Regions from separate parts of the Mus musculus genome. Here region 1 is linked to region 2. The links are chromatin contacts, called in public Hi-C maps. All regions are on one chromosome and are shown on one strand. The core of a region is the stretch at or near the end of the contact, and the rest is flanking DNA. Distances in the headings are between cores, read along the strand shown.

What was found. Hi-C and Micro-C count contacts between places; a contact is called where the count stands out from the background.
Region 1: a Hi-C map of CD4 T cells shows a contact between it and region 2, with 3 times the contacts expected there. The contact joins the promoter of Tmem268 here to the promoter of Rad23b in region 2.

The regions. Positions count from the first base shown.
Region 1 is chr4:63,555,192-63,561,440 of GRCm38.p6, forward strand. It overlaps Tmem268 (transmembrane protein 268), which reads left to right and starts at 3,572. Exons shown (of 10, transcript NM_001356354.1): 1 at 3,572-3,766; 2 at 5,721-5,804.
Region 2 is chr4:55,344,559-55,351,356 of GRCm38.p6, forward strand. It overlaps Rad23b (RAD23 homolog B, nucleotide excision repair protein), which reads left to right and starts at 5,484. Exons shown (of 10, transcript NM_009011.4): 1 at 5,484-5,869. The coding sequence starts at 5,804. Gm42290 (a long non-coding RNA gene) reads right to left here and starts at 3,644. Exons shown (of 3, transcript XR_881289.3): 1 at 3,437-3,644; 2 at 759-916.

The DNA of each region.
Region 1 (6,249 bases), core at 2,322-4,821, 8.2 Mb after region 2:
TTCCAGGCAGGTATGGTACTGGAAGAGCTGAGAGTTCTACATCTTGTTTCGAAGTCAAACAGAAGCCTAGCTTCCAGGCAACTAGGAAGTGTGTCTCACAGCCCATGCCCAGTGTTACACCTACTCCAAGGCCACACCTCCAAATAGTGCCACTCCCTGGGCCAAACATACTCAAACCAGAACATTTAATTAGGTTTGGCTTACAGTTTCAGAGGTTCAGTCCATTATTGTCATGGAGGGAAACAGCAGCCTGTAGGCAGACATGCTTACATTGAAGGAACTGAAAGTTCTCTATCTTTTTTGTTTGGTTTGGTTTGGTTTGGTTTGGTTTTTCGAGACATGATTTCTCTGTATAGCCCTGGCTGTCCTGGAACTCACTTTGTAGACCAGGCTGGCCTTGAACTCAGAAATCTGCTTGCCTCTGCCTCTGTTGGGATTAAAAGCGTGTGCCACCACCGCCCGGCGAAAGTTCTATATCCTGATCCTCAGGCAGCAGGGAGAGACTGTCACTGTGTAGTCTGAGCATAGGAGACCTTCCTCAAGGCCACACCTACTTTAACAAGGCCACATCTCCTAACAGTGCCACTGCCTCTGGGCCAAGCATTCAAACGTGAATCTACGGAGGCTGTACCTACTCAAACCACCACAGGCTGCTTGCTGCCTTCCTAATTTTAAGGATGAAAAGAGACCCACACACTAGCTGAATCCTCTGCACAGCCATACAGTTACTGTCTTGTGGCCTCACTCCATTTGTCTGTTACCTGTCCCTGACACTTAGCTTTCTGCACCTTGAGTACCCTGGGGGGATTGTTGCCTTTCCTGACAGGTACCAAGGAGTTTGACTCAGTTTTCTGACAGATATGTTGTTTGCCTCCCAGAACACTTGGCAAGGACAACAGCTCTGTGTCTAGTTCTGTGCTCTCACCTGCTGTCATATCACATCTCATAGTGGAGTTTACCAGGTCACACCACTTCCAAGAGTTGAACAGATAGGGAGCCACTAGCGGTGGTACCTTTTATAATAAATACGTTTTTGAATAGTTTGTGTATTAATGCATTAATACTAATTTAAGGTGTTGATATACATGCTGTATACTCCATGTCTGCAGTAGTATTAGATTGCATAAATTAGGAGACAGCCTTAGAGGGATGAAGTTCACTTATTCAAGGACAGATAATTAGTGGCAGAGTTGCATTTGAATGTGTGACTCTCAGCTCTTGTGAGCCAGAGCTGCTGTGTGATCTGATCAGTTTGTTCAGCCCATGGCAAGAAAGCTAGAAAGTCAGTGAATGTAACTGGCAGCCCAGTTAGCTCTTCAGGTGCTCTCTGAAGCTCCCTCCGATCCCATCTGCTGCTGCTGCTGCTGCTGCTGCTGCTGCTGCTGCATTTCTGGAAATTCTGTCCATTCTGGGGAGAATTCTTTTACTTCATCCATGTATTAAGATGTGTTTAACAAAAGCCTGTCCGTTGGGCACTGGGTAGCTATGTAATGGCCTTAGGACTCGAAGTTTGTGCTGTCAGGGAAAGAATGAGCCAGTGGTCATAATAGGGATAACTGTAGGTTGAATGGGAACCAGTGAGGAGGACAGCCCTTGGCCTAGGGCAGGACAGGGCTCTCAGAAGTAGGGCCCTGTCACCCAAGACCCAAGAATAGGCCGGTCAGGTGATGAGAATGGGTTTGGCACTGATCTTCCAGATGGACAGGGAAGACCTGAGGCAAACACTGGGACCTGGAAGTGAAAGAATGGAGGGCAGGAGGAAGTGAGAGGTGCTCTATTTATGGAGCTTGGGGTTTGGAGAGAGGGCAGTGACTCATCCGGTGTAGGCTGCAGGTAGTGCACATCGAAATCCTCACAAATGCCCGAGACTCCCATCAAGCAGTCACTACTAAAGTCAGCTCTGCAGTCTGTTTCCCTGGTTGTAATGTCCTTGAATTCCGGCCCCCACCCCCGCCCCTATCCCAGGATTTCAGGTATGCAAACACTTGTGTTGCTGCAAGGGTGCACTTGCTAGTCAGAACACTAAGTACTCAACGTTTCGCCCTTGCAGCCTCTCACATCAGCAGGAGTCCCTGACTTTCCTGAATGAGTGGGCAGAGCTGTCCAAGCACACAGGCAGCTACATAGTGCACCAGTACAGCTCTGTCCGCCGCTTCCCAAGTTCCGTTTGTGTACCTGTAGGAGGCTGGTGTGTCGACCTAAAACTGCTGGCCCGTGGAGAGTGAAGACAGGCTGGTGGGAAGGCAGTAGGGCATCTCTGACATTGAGGAGGGTTGCTTCACAGGCAGGGTTGGGGGTGGGGCGGGGCTAGGCCACAGCTTGTTGCTGTTTCCTTTTCAATAGCCGGGTCAGCATTTAGAAGTCTCAGCACCCTTGGGTCTTTTGTTCCCAGGCCTCTACATTACTGTTTAGCAAGTTGATCAAACTACATGGGAGGCTCCCACGAACTGTTTTCTACTGCCCAGGGCAAGGCTGGCACAGAGCAGGTACTCAGTGCTGATTTGCTCACAGATAAGTTCATTTTCAGTAGCCTGCCACCTTGATCCTCACTTGTCCCCGTGGGCACCTCCATGGGATATGCTAATTTGGGTTTTCAATTCATTCTCGCTGCCTGGAAACATCCTGCAGGCACATGTAAGTCCTGTGGTCTGGAAGTCCTCAAGAGTTGTTAAAAGGAAGAAATGTGTTTGTGTCTCTCTGTGTGTACAAGACCACTTGTAGAGACAAGGGCAGTGGCATGTACTGCCCTAGTCCTTCCTGTAAGCAAGGGTGGGAACCACCTGTGCATTCATCGATCCCCTGAAAAAGAAACCAGGCTGTTGGTGCAGCAACCAAGTGCCCACCGTCTTTGTTGAAAGACAATGTTTGGTGGCTAATAGGATATAAACACGTACTCCAAAGAAAAGTACATGTAGTTAGCCAGGTCTGCTGTTGTCAGAACAACCCACCAAGGTGAACCCAAGACTAGTGATTTACCTGGAAAAAGAAGCAGGCCATCACAGATCCTTTTAAATCTCAAGGAGCGGGGTGTGCAAGTGTGTGTTTGAACACCTCACACATTATTTCGTAAAGATCTCACACAATTTCACAGCACTGTCTCAACTAAAGATTTTTAAAGAAAACGCAGATACAAAGTGGAGACTACACCGACGCTTTCAATACTGAACACCGTTTTTCATTAAAAACAAGCCTGGAAGAAACTTCTGGTCCCGAGTGTGCCTCATGCATCGGATCCCATGACTTTGTCACTCGGGACAGGCCTCCCCGCCCCGCTCCTTCACTGCAGGGACGAGCTCAGATCTCATGCACGTGGCGGGCGCAGGGCCCCTACCGGCGCCCTGGGGGAGCGTGGCTGATGAAACGCTCCGGGCTCGGCCCGAGAGACGCTCCTGCCGTAGGGCGACTCGGCGGAGACCGGCTGGGGCGACGCGCCCCAAAAAGGGCGCGCGGGGACGGCGGGGGCGGCGGCGCCGGGACGCCGCGGCGTACAAGGGGCATGGAACCTCTGACCCTGAGCGGCCCGGGCGGCAGCGCGGCGGTGAGTGTGCGCGAGCCGTGCGCGTGCCCGCGCGTCCGCGCTCCCGCGCTCGGGGGTTGGGGCCGCGGGGCCTGCGTGCGCGTCCCTCCGCTCAGGCTCGGGTGACCTCTTCCCGCCCCACGCGTCAGGCGTGGGATCTGCAGGGCAGGGCGGGTGATTTCTGGGGTAAAGGAACCCCAAGGCCAGAGGGCAGAGATCGGGGAGCCTGCTGCCCAAGCCCGAGGCCAGGTACGGTGGGAGACGCCGGGCCGGGCCGCGCCGAGCCGGCTTTCTGTTTTGGCTCCCTCCGGGTTTGCTCCCTGACCTTGGATAGTCGGCTTTCTCTTCCGGGGCTTAATGTTCTCATCATTGAAATGGGGCGTTTGAACTCCTTGTCCAGCCAGGTTTTTCTGCCCTAAACTTTTGGGGGACTGCTGCTTCTCTGATGTGTTGGACTTGCATTGTAATTAATGAAGCTGAGTTAGAAGAAGGAAATCCATTTTTTTTTTTTCTTTCTTTCCTTTCAGGATATGTTAGGCGCTCAGATGTTGGTGAGGCTGGCAGGCACTGTGCAGAGATGAGACCTCTTGGGGGCTTGAGTCTGCACAGCCCGCAACTGGAAAATCTGGTTGCAATGTGGGTTCCCAGAGGAACTCGGTCGGCAGTCACTTGCTCCCTCTGTGCTTTGCTTACCATGGTGTGGGGCTCCCTTACTTGTGTGCTGAAGATTGGAGCAGAGCTGAGGAGGTGGTAAATGGTTAGCATTTGCCATTGGGGTCCTGCCTGACCCCTCATGGCCCTGTAGCCTCGGTACTTGGATGAGAATGTACACGGGGAGCCCTGGACCCATCCTGACCTCTGAGTCGAGTCCATTCAGTTCTGTGTGGCTCCTTTCAGTCTCCTCCTTGGCGAAGCAGCCCATTTAGGCAGCCCAGGGAGTCTGTCGTCCTCCACCTTTGCTGCCTAGTTTCCTCCTCCTCATCTCTCTGGCAGTTCTGAGTGTGTTTTCCCCAGTGGATGGTGATCCCTGCAGGGGAGGGCTGAGCAAACGCTCCATGTTCCACTCCTGGTTTTACAGTCCAGGGGCTGGCCCTAGAAGGTTCTCAGGGAATGTTTGTGGCATAGGTTGATGACAGCTACCTTCTCTCAGTAATCAACCTTTTCCCAAGTGTGGATCTCATGGACGTGGAACCCATAGGGCAATCCTAAGTGTCTGTCCTTGTCTCCTTTCCAGGAAATGGAGGCAGAGAGAAGTCTTGTTACCTTGCTCAAGGCTACCCAGGTGGGAAGTGGTTGGGCTGGGCAGGTTACTTTTAGCCAACACACACAAACTTGGGTGTGTGACTGGAGTCTGCTGATTGGGTCTCTGTGGGCAGCTGAGGGGGCTGATGTGGGTGCTGTGATTTCTGCCCCCGACACAATGCTTCATTGTGGCATTTTGCAACCAGTGGATCCTTCTGTGCAGCCCCGGGCTTGAGCAACTCCAGTCTGTGTCAGCTCCTCCCAGCCTTTTCAACACTCCAGTGTTGGGAGGCTTCACCGAGAGGGCCTGAGTCCTCGGCCAGGAGTACAGATGTCAGGGTTGGGTCTGCCTTGTGGCCTACCTAGCAGTTGCTCAGAGGCAGCAGAGGGGCGCAACCTTGTGGCCATTGTGCCTCTTGGGTCTATAGAAAGAGCAGGCGCACTAAGATAGGCTGGTAAGTACTCCTTTGTTTGAGACCGCTGTTGTGAGTTGGACTGAGCATGAGCCGCAAGGAGACTCAGGCTGACTGGACTTGGTTTCTATATCACTGCCTAGGAATTGTGGTTTCTTCTGACCCACTCGAAGATGATTCCATGAATTAGCTGGAAAGGAAGCCAGCCCAAGCGTGGGTGCTGAGGGCTGAGACCCTGGAGTCACTAAAATCCTTCTCCCGACTCTTTGGCTGATAGCCACTCAGCTTTGGAGAGAGTATGTCTTGACCACGGAACAGGAAACCCATGTTGAGGAGAGAACGGAATCTGGGCTGTGGGCAGAGTAAGGGGAACACTGCCATTGTAGACGCTCCTGCCTCTTCATCTGGCTTTTTATAGGGGCACCTTGGGGTAGAACTTGGGGAACCAGGCTTGGGCAGCAAGTGCTTTTTACCCTCGGATCCATCCCCCTGACCGCAGATCCTTCTGTTCTCAACAGGAGTCCCCTCCCCCCATTTTCATTTTGCAGAGCATCCCAGCCTTGTGCAGCTGTGCCTGTTGAAATCTGGAGAGAAACAGTGAAGAAGCCAGAAGGTTCAGTTCCTCCCTGAAGGTCAGCGGGCAGTGGGGCTTGGGGGCCAGTTTGGATTCAAGTAGGTGTGTGTCATCTGTATGCTTCCTGCCTTCCCCAGTGTCAACCTCCCTTGGTAGCACATGAATGATCTAGAGGATTTTTCTCAGGACTGGTGTGCTCTTCGTGGCATTTAATAGGACATGATCTTTCTTGGGACACGTGTCACAGGTGGTAGCAGATTGGTGACTCAGGAGGTCAGCAAAGGAGCCCCCATAAGGAGCATTCCCACTTTGACTGATGATAATGGCTAAAGGTGGATGCTGGCAGCACTGGCCACGCCTCCGGGACCCTGCAGAGCTAACTGCAAAGCCAGGGCTTGCTCTCCTTCTCAGTAGAGCGTTTAACTGCCAAGGTTTCCCTGCTGGAAACCTCTGACCACCTGGAAGCCCCAGCGAGCAAACCCTTGCTTCAGTGAAAGCGGCTG
Region 2 (6,798 bases), core at 4,234-6,733:
ACATCTCACTTAGTCTTTTAAATCCTTTCAATATTATCACTACCAAACCTCTTCAGATCTTATACGGCTATTGTTAAAACACTTCGGAGGTCATTCTTGGGGTACAGTTATATAGTTCAGTGGTAGAATGCTTGTGAGACATGCCTAGGCCCTAGGGTCAATCTCTACTAGAGCAAATGATTGTTTAAAAAAATGTTTCAAGCTGGGCGTAGTGGCGCACGCCTTTGATCCCAGCACTCGGGAGGCAGAGGTAGGCAGATTTCTGAGTTCGAGGCCAGCCTGGTCTACAAAGTGATTTCCAGGACAGCCACGGCTATACTGAGAAACCCTGTCTCGAAAAACCAAAAACCAAAACAAAACAAAAAAGTAAAAAAATGTTTCTCTCACCCCCTTTCCTTAATGCTTAAATCTCCGTTGAAACTTGTTTTTGTTTTAGACAGGGTCTCACTTTGTAACTCTGGCTTTCCTTGGACTTGCTGTAGATCAGGCTGGTCTTGAACCAACAGATATGGCCTGCCTCCACCTCCTGAGCACTGAGGTTAAAGGTGTGCTCCAGTGTCACTACGCCCAACTAGAGTATTTCCTAACAGACTCCTGCTTTGCTTTATACTCTTCACTCAAAGCCCCTTGGACCTCACGTACAGTGCTTTAGATACAACTCGAATGCGTCTGACAAAGGTTCTTATGTTGTCATTTACTTCCCAGTTTGAGGCATTATTAAAAAGGGAGAAAACTATTTCAAGTATATTCATACTTACTTTTGTTTTTGAGACAGGGTCTTGCCTGCTGCTTAGCCCAGGTTGGCTTGGAGCTCAAGATCCACTTCCTCAGCTTCCCAGATGGATAATAGATGTGCACCATAACAATGAGCAGGGCCTCGGGACTTTAGGGTGGGGCCTCCATGGGATATTAATGGCTTTATATAAAAAGAAACAGCAGAGACACAGAAACACCCACCCACTCATTGGTTTCAGTGATGCCTCGTACTACTCCCAACATGACCAATAGGAAAATCATTGCTAGATGAGGTATCTAGACCTTCTGTTTGTATAAAACAGAGCCAAAAAACAAACACAACAACAAAAAAAAAACTTTTAAAAAGGTTAATTTCCAAGCCTCAAGCATTTCATCACAGTAATGGCAAAGTAGACTAACACACCTGCATATCTTATTATTAATTCTATTCTCTGAAACCATTTGAGTGGTTTCCAAAACTGACAGTGGTAAGGTATTGGTGGTATAGAGGCACCATAGCTGCCTTCTGAGAATGCTAGTAAAACCCCCTGCACCTTGGTGGCCTTGCCTTTGTTTCAGCCTGGTAACTGCAGAACCTACCTGAGCCTTTGCTGACTGATATTTCCCCTTTACAGCCTTTCTGTTATGCATAAGGATGACATTTTATTATCTAGCATGTGAACTATGGTACCAAACTCCATGTTCCAACACGGAAGCAGTTTTATGAAGTGTGTATACCTTTACAGAACTGAGGAAGTCATAGACCATGACAAGTTTAAGATACATTGGTGGGTACATCAAGAGGCAGGGACAATGAGATGGGGAAGCTCATCTATAGGTGTCACACATCATCTGAAGGCGTTCTTAGGTTTTGGATTGGGACATGCTAGTTACCTCCTAAGTGAATAGATTCTAGAAGGCTTTTATTTCTTCTGAGGTGTTAGTAAGAACACACAAAAGGGCAAGGAGAAGCTGTTCTGGAGGGCTAGAACTAGGCTGAGGTAAGGTAACTAACCTCTGGGCCTGCCACATTCCAGTCTCTGCACAGCACTGAGATTCTAATCAGCTGCTCTCCGCAGACACAGATCCCTTTCCTGACTTTGCCTTCACAGCCAGATGCAGCCTCTCTTCAAAGTGTTGGAGTACAGTAATATGTAGTTTCTCCAGAAATAAAAGAATTACTCCATTCACACACAAAGCCTTTCCCAGTACACCACTCAGGCTGCTGAGGCATTAGCACGGCCGCCATTAGCCTGGCTCCAGAGTTTCTCTCAAAACGACAGCAAGGAGCTCCAGAGACGGCTCAGCAGGGAAGAGCATTTGCTACTCTTCCAGAAGACGTGGGCTTAGTTCCCAGCATCCATGTTGGACAGTTCACAATGGCCTGTCACACCAGCTCCATGAGATCTGTCACCCTCTTCTGGACTCTGAAGTCACCCACACACATGTGGCATCTACTTTGACAAATTAAAATATTATTTGTTTATTTGTTTATTTAGAGACAGGGTCTCTCTGTGTAGCCCTGGCTGTCCTAGAACTCTCTTTGTAGACCTGGCTGGCCTCCCAGAACTCAGAAATCCTCCTGCCTTTTTCTTCCCAAGTGCTGGGATTAAAGGCCCTCACCACCACTTCCCAGCCTAAAAAAATAAAACTTTCCCAGCACTCGGGAGGCAGAGGCAGGCGGATTTCTGAGTTCCAGGCCAGCCTGGTCTACAGAGTGAGTTTCAGGACAGCCAGGACTACACAGAGAAACCCTGTCTTGAAAAACCAAAATAAATAAATAAATAAATAAATAAATAAATAAATAAATAAATAAAATTAAAACTCTTAGAAAAGAACTAATGACAAAAACTAGAGAAGAATCTGAAAAATGAAAAATAGTCATTTAACTATTGGGAAAGACAGAGTTTCAGGCTGAAGAAACCTCTTGCACAGAGGCCCAGAGGACAAAACCAGGTGTTTGAGATGATGAAGGAAAGATGGCCCGAGGACAGCAATGAATAGCAGGGAGACAGAAGACACAAGCTCAGAGGATTTGGCAAGAGTCAGATGATGAGGGTTCTCCAAGGCCAGGGAGAGTTTGCATTTTATTCCAATGTACAACTAGGTATTGTTAGTGTTTGGCTCTTAAATGTCTCACAAAGGCTTGTGTGGTAAAGGTCAGGCTGCCAGCAAGTAGGTAGAGCTATGTGAGGTGGAAGTAAGTTGCTGGGGGTGCTCTTGAAGGGAGTTGGAGACCCCCGTTTCTTCCCTCTCTTAGCTTCTGGGTACCACAAAGCAAGCAGCTCTATGACTGTGCCTTCTTGATACAACATACTGTGTGGCCATAGGTCCAAAACATGAACAAGCATGCCCCGACTTAGACCTCTGAAACCATGAGCTAAGAGACCTTTCCTCTTACGTTGATCACTGTGACATTTTGTCATGCATGGAAGTAAAACGCAAATATAAAGAATGTGACATGGTGCAGGTGCCAGCACGCCTTTGATCCCAGTACTTGGGAGGCAGAGGCAGGCGAATCTCTGAGTTCGAGGCCAGCATGGTCTACAAAGTGAGTTCCAGGACAGCCAGGGCTGCACAGAGAAACCCTGTCTCGAAAAACAAAGAAAAAAACAAAACAAAACAAAACAAAAGAATAAAAGAATGCGACATGGTTTATGTTTTCAAAAGACAACTCTGATCTAGGGATACTGGTACATACCTGTAATCTCAGCACTCAAGAGGGCTGAGGCAGGAGAATTGCAAGTTTCAGTTCTGCTTGGGCTATATAGTTGAGACCCTGTCATAAGAAACAAAATCAAAACTAAAGCCCCCAGTTTAACATTGGGTGCTTTGGCTGCTGGACTGTTGTGGGATTGGATGCGAAGCCTCCTTAGAAGACAGCCACTGCTGATGGTTGTAGACATGGAAATCATGGGGGGAAGTGGGTAAACGTGTGGGTACACAGTGGAGAGTAAATGTGATAAGACCTGACCCTGTTTTGGATGTGGTGGCTAGGCAGCAGGAGTCAGGGAAGAAAGGGACTTAAGGATGATGACGATGTTTGGATCTGAGTACCTAAGAGGTGGAATGTCATGAGTGAGGGGAGAAATGGCTTGAAGGGAAAGCCCATAAGGAAGTCAGTTGCTACCTTTGCCCATGTTTTTTTCCAGCATCTGGTTACGCTGAAAACAGTAATACTGCTTTGCCTTTGGCTGACCCTATAGCTAAAGGGAGAGATCCCAGCTGCCAGTTTTTCAGAGCAAAAGTTGAGCATACCTGGTGACTAAGACTAGTTCCACAGGAAGACAGCCTAGCCGGCAGAGAATTCGATATTTATCATAGTTCAGGGACATACCTTGTCGGTGGAGAGGGGGCTTGGTTAGGGAAAGTTCCATGACAAAATTATATCCTAGCTTCTGGAATCATGAAAATCCAAATAGCGATACTGTAATCATTGATGGTGCTGGCTCAGAGATGGGGGATGCTCATAATTGTCCTCACTGTGGTCTGATGGTAACTGCTTTTTCTTCTTTTTAAGTCTAACAGGGGTCACTGCACTATTAAGAGGCAGCATACAGACAAGCACCTAAAGTGTCACTTACTATTGTGGTGCTTATTACCCGACACCTCTGCACTCTGGTCTTATCGCTGTGTAAATAATCATACAGCTACAGCCAAGCACTTAACTTTGTGTTCCTGACTCTAAGACTTACATGCATTATCCCACCCTCTCCAACCACCAATTAGCTGAGTGACATCTCACCCTTACTGCCAAGGAACCAGAAGCACGTCTACCTATTTTTCTAATATTTACCTTGTACCTACAATGTGCTAGGCTTATTCTGTAGGCTTTGGGGCACAACGTGGGCAAAACAAAATGCATGCCTCTGTGTAGCTTCAGCCTGGGGACCAGAAAAAGAAGAGAAGACACACACGCTAAATACACATAGTGTAGAGTACCCAGAAGGTGATGAATGGTTACTGAGACAAGTGGAGCTGGATAATGAGATCCGAATAAGATACTTTAAGTTGGATAGGCAGGATAGAGTTCAAGAAGGCGACATTTGAGCAAAGATTAAAAGGGTCCACGTGCAAAGGAAAGCAGCGCTTGGGGTGAGGCGGGGGGGGGCGGGGGAAGGGGGTGAGGAGAGGCAACCGCCTAATATCTACCACCAACACCTAAACGAAGCAAAACGATAGAGGGAAAGGCGTGACACAACTAGGCCTCCTTCTTAAATCCGCCTTTCTTTAGAGGTGGGAGGTCCCAAGGCTGGTGAGAGAACACAAGACTGGCAAGCAAGCAGTCCATGGCTGAAGTCAGTCTCAGAATCAGGGAAGCAACCGGCATTACACATGCTCGACTGGCGATGTGCGCCCCTCCTGGGCCGGCCCTCGGCAATCCTTGCACTAAGGCTCCGCCCGCTCCACCGCCCTCAAGGTTCCGCGCTCGCTGAGCCGCAGCCACTGAGCCGGGACTCCACGTAGCCGTTCCCCGGCTACGGGTTGCGCAACTCGCGCCGCTGGGCGGAGCCTGGATGTAGGCGGAGCCACTGCAGGACCGCGGAGCGGACCAGGCCTCCGCGAGCGCCTCTGCTTGCGAAGTGCGCCTGCGCACGCCGGTGCCGCGCCGCACGATATTCCAGCCCCACCCATCGCCCCGCCTCCAATTCCCGGGCGGAGTTCCTGTTCACGCCTGCGCACTGCGTCGCCGCACCCTGCGCCTGCTCAGATCGCCCGAGTCTGGCCCCATCCTCCGGGTTTTTTTCTGGTGGGGGAGGGGTCACGTCTCGGCGAGTCACGGTGATGGCGGCCACCATCCTGTGGTGAGGTAGCGGGTTCTCTGCGTCTCTCGGGGAGTCCCTCGCGCCTCCTGCGGGCCCAGTGGCTGGCGCGTGAGGAAGCACCGCGGGTCGAGCTTACCGGGAAAGCCGCGGGAGCGAGCGGCGGCGCGGCCAGGGGAGACGCGGGGCCCGGGGTGAGTGCGACTCCGGGCGAATGTGACAAGCCCCCCCACCCCCACCGCCTTCCTCCCGAGAGCGCGAGGATCGCGGCCACCCCGGGGCGGCCAGGCCCCGGCTTAGGCACCATGCAGGTCACCCTGAAGACCCTTCAGCAGCAGACCTTCAAGATCGACATCGACCCGGAGGAGACGGTATGCGCCGCCGGGTTAGGGGAGCGCGGGCCCGAGTCGGGGCGGCGCGGGAGGGCCCCAGAGGGGCGTCGGGTCACCGCCGGCTTTGTGGCCGACAACGAGGAAGGCCCGGGGGCAGATGGCGTGGAGCAGCACCGGTCCGCGTGGGCGCTGGTGGCCGCGGCCCGGAGCGCGTGGTCGTGGGGACGGAGGGGGAGGGGAGACCTGGCGGCCTGGGCGCTGGAGCCGGGCCTGACGTGCACAGGTGGGGGAGGGAGGGAGACCCAGGCGAAGCCACCACCCTCCGGCGACATGGCTAGGTGCAGAGGTCTAAGGGGCCGGTTACCCAAGACGGTGGGCCTTAAACGCGCCTAGTTTTGTCTGCAGCCGGGAGGGATGGTGGGGGAAAAATGAATTTTTTGGCCTCTCAGAAGGAGCCCTTTTATTTATGTCTTATTTTGGATTAGTTTTTACGATCCTTCCCCTCGCAGCCACTGAACCCACACCCACAGGTGGATTACGTTCTGAGGCCACGTTGGTGGTGAAGAATTTTGCATTAGAAACCTTCAGATCCGGATTTAAATGCGTTCTTTCGGTCGTCTTGGGAACCTGAACGCTCCTCGGACTCCTAGAATAGTAGTATTTGAAGGGAGGGAGAAAAATATAAAAACTTGGTGTTCTACAGTTAAAAAGCCGACTACTACACTTAACGAGTTCACGTGATAAATTCTAATGCAGTGGTCTCCGGTTTTGCCTGTAAAAAGATCTGTGTTAACTTTAATACAACTTTATGTCAGGAATCTAAAAAATGTCATGCGAATAAAATTTTTTCTCACGTGGAATTATGACGCTATGTCAATAGATTACTGCATATTTGTGTGGGGGGGTTTCCTTCTTCTTCTTCTTTTTTTTTTTTTTTGACTGATTGAGTTTGTAATTGAAACAACCAG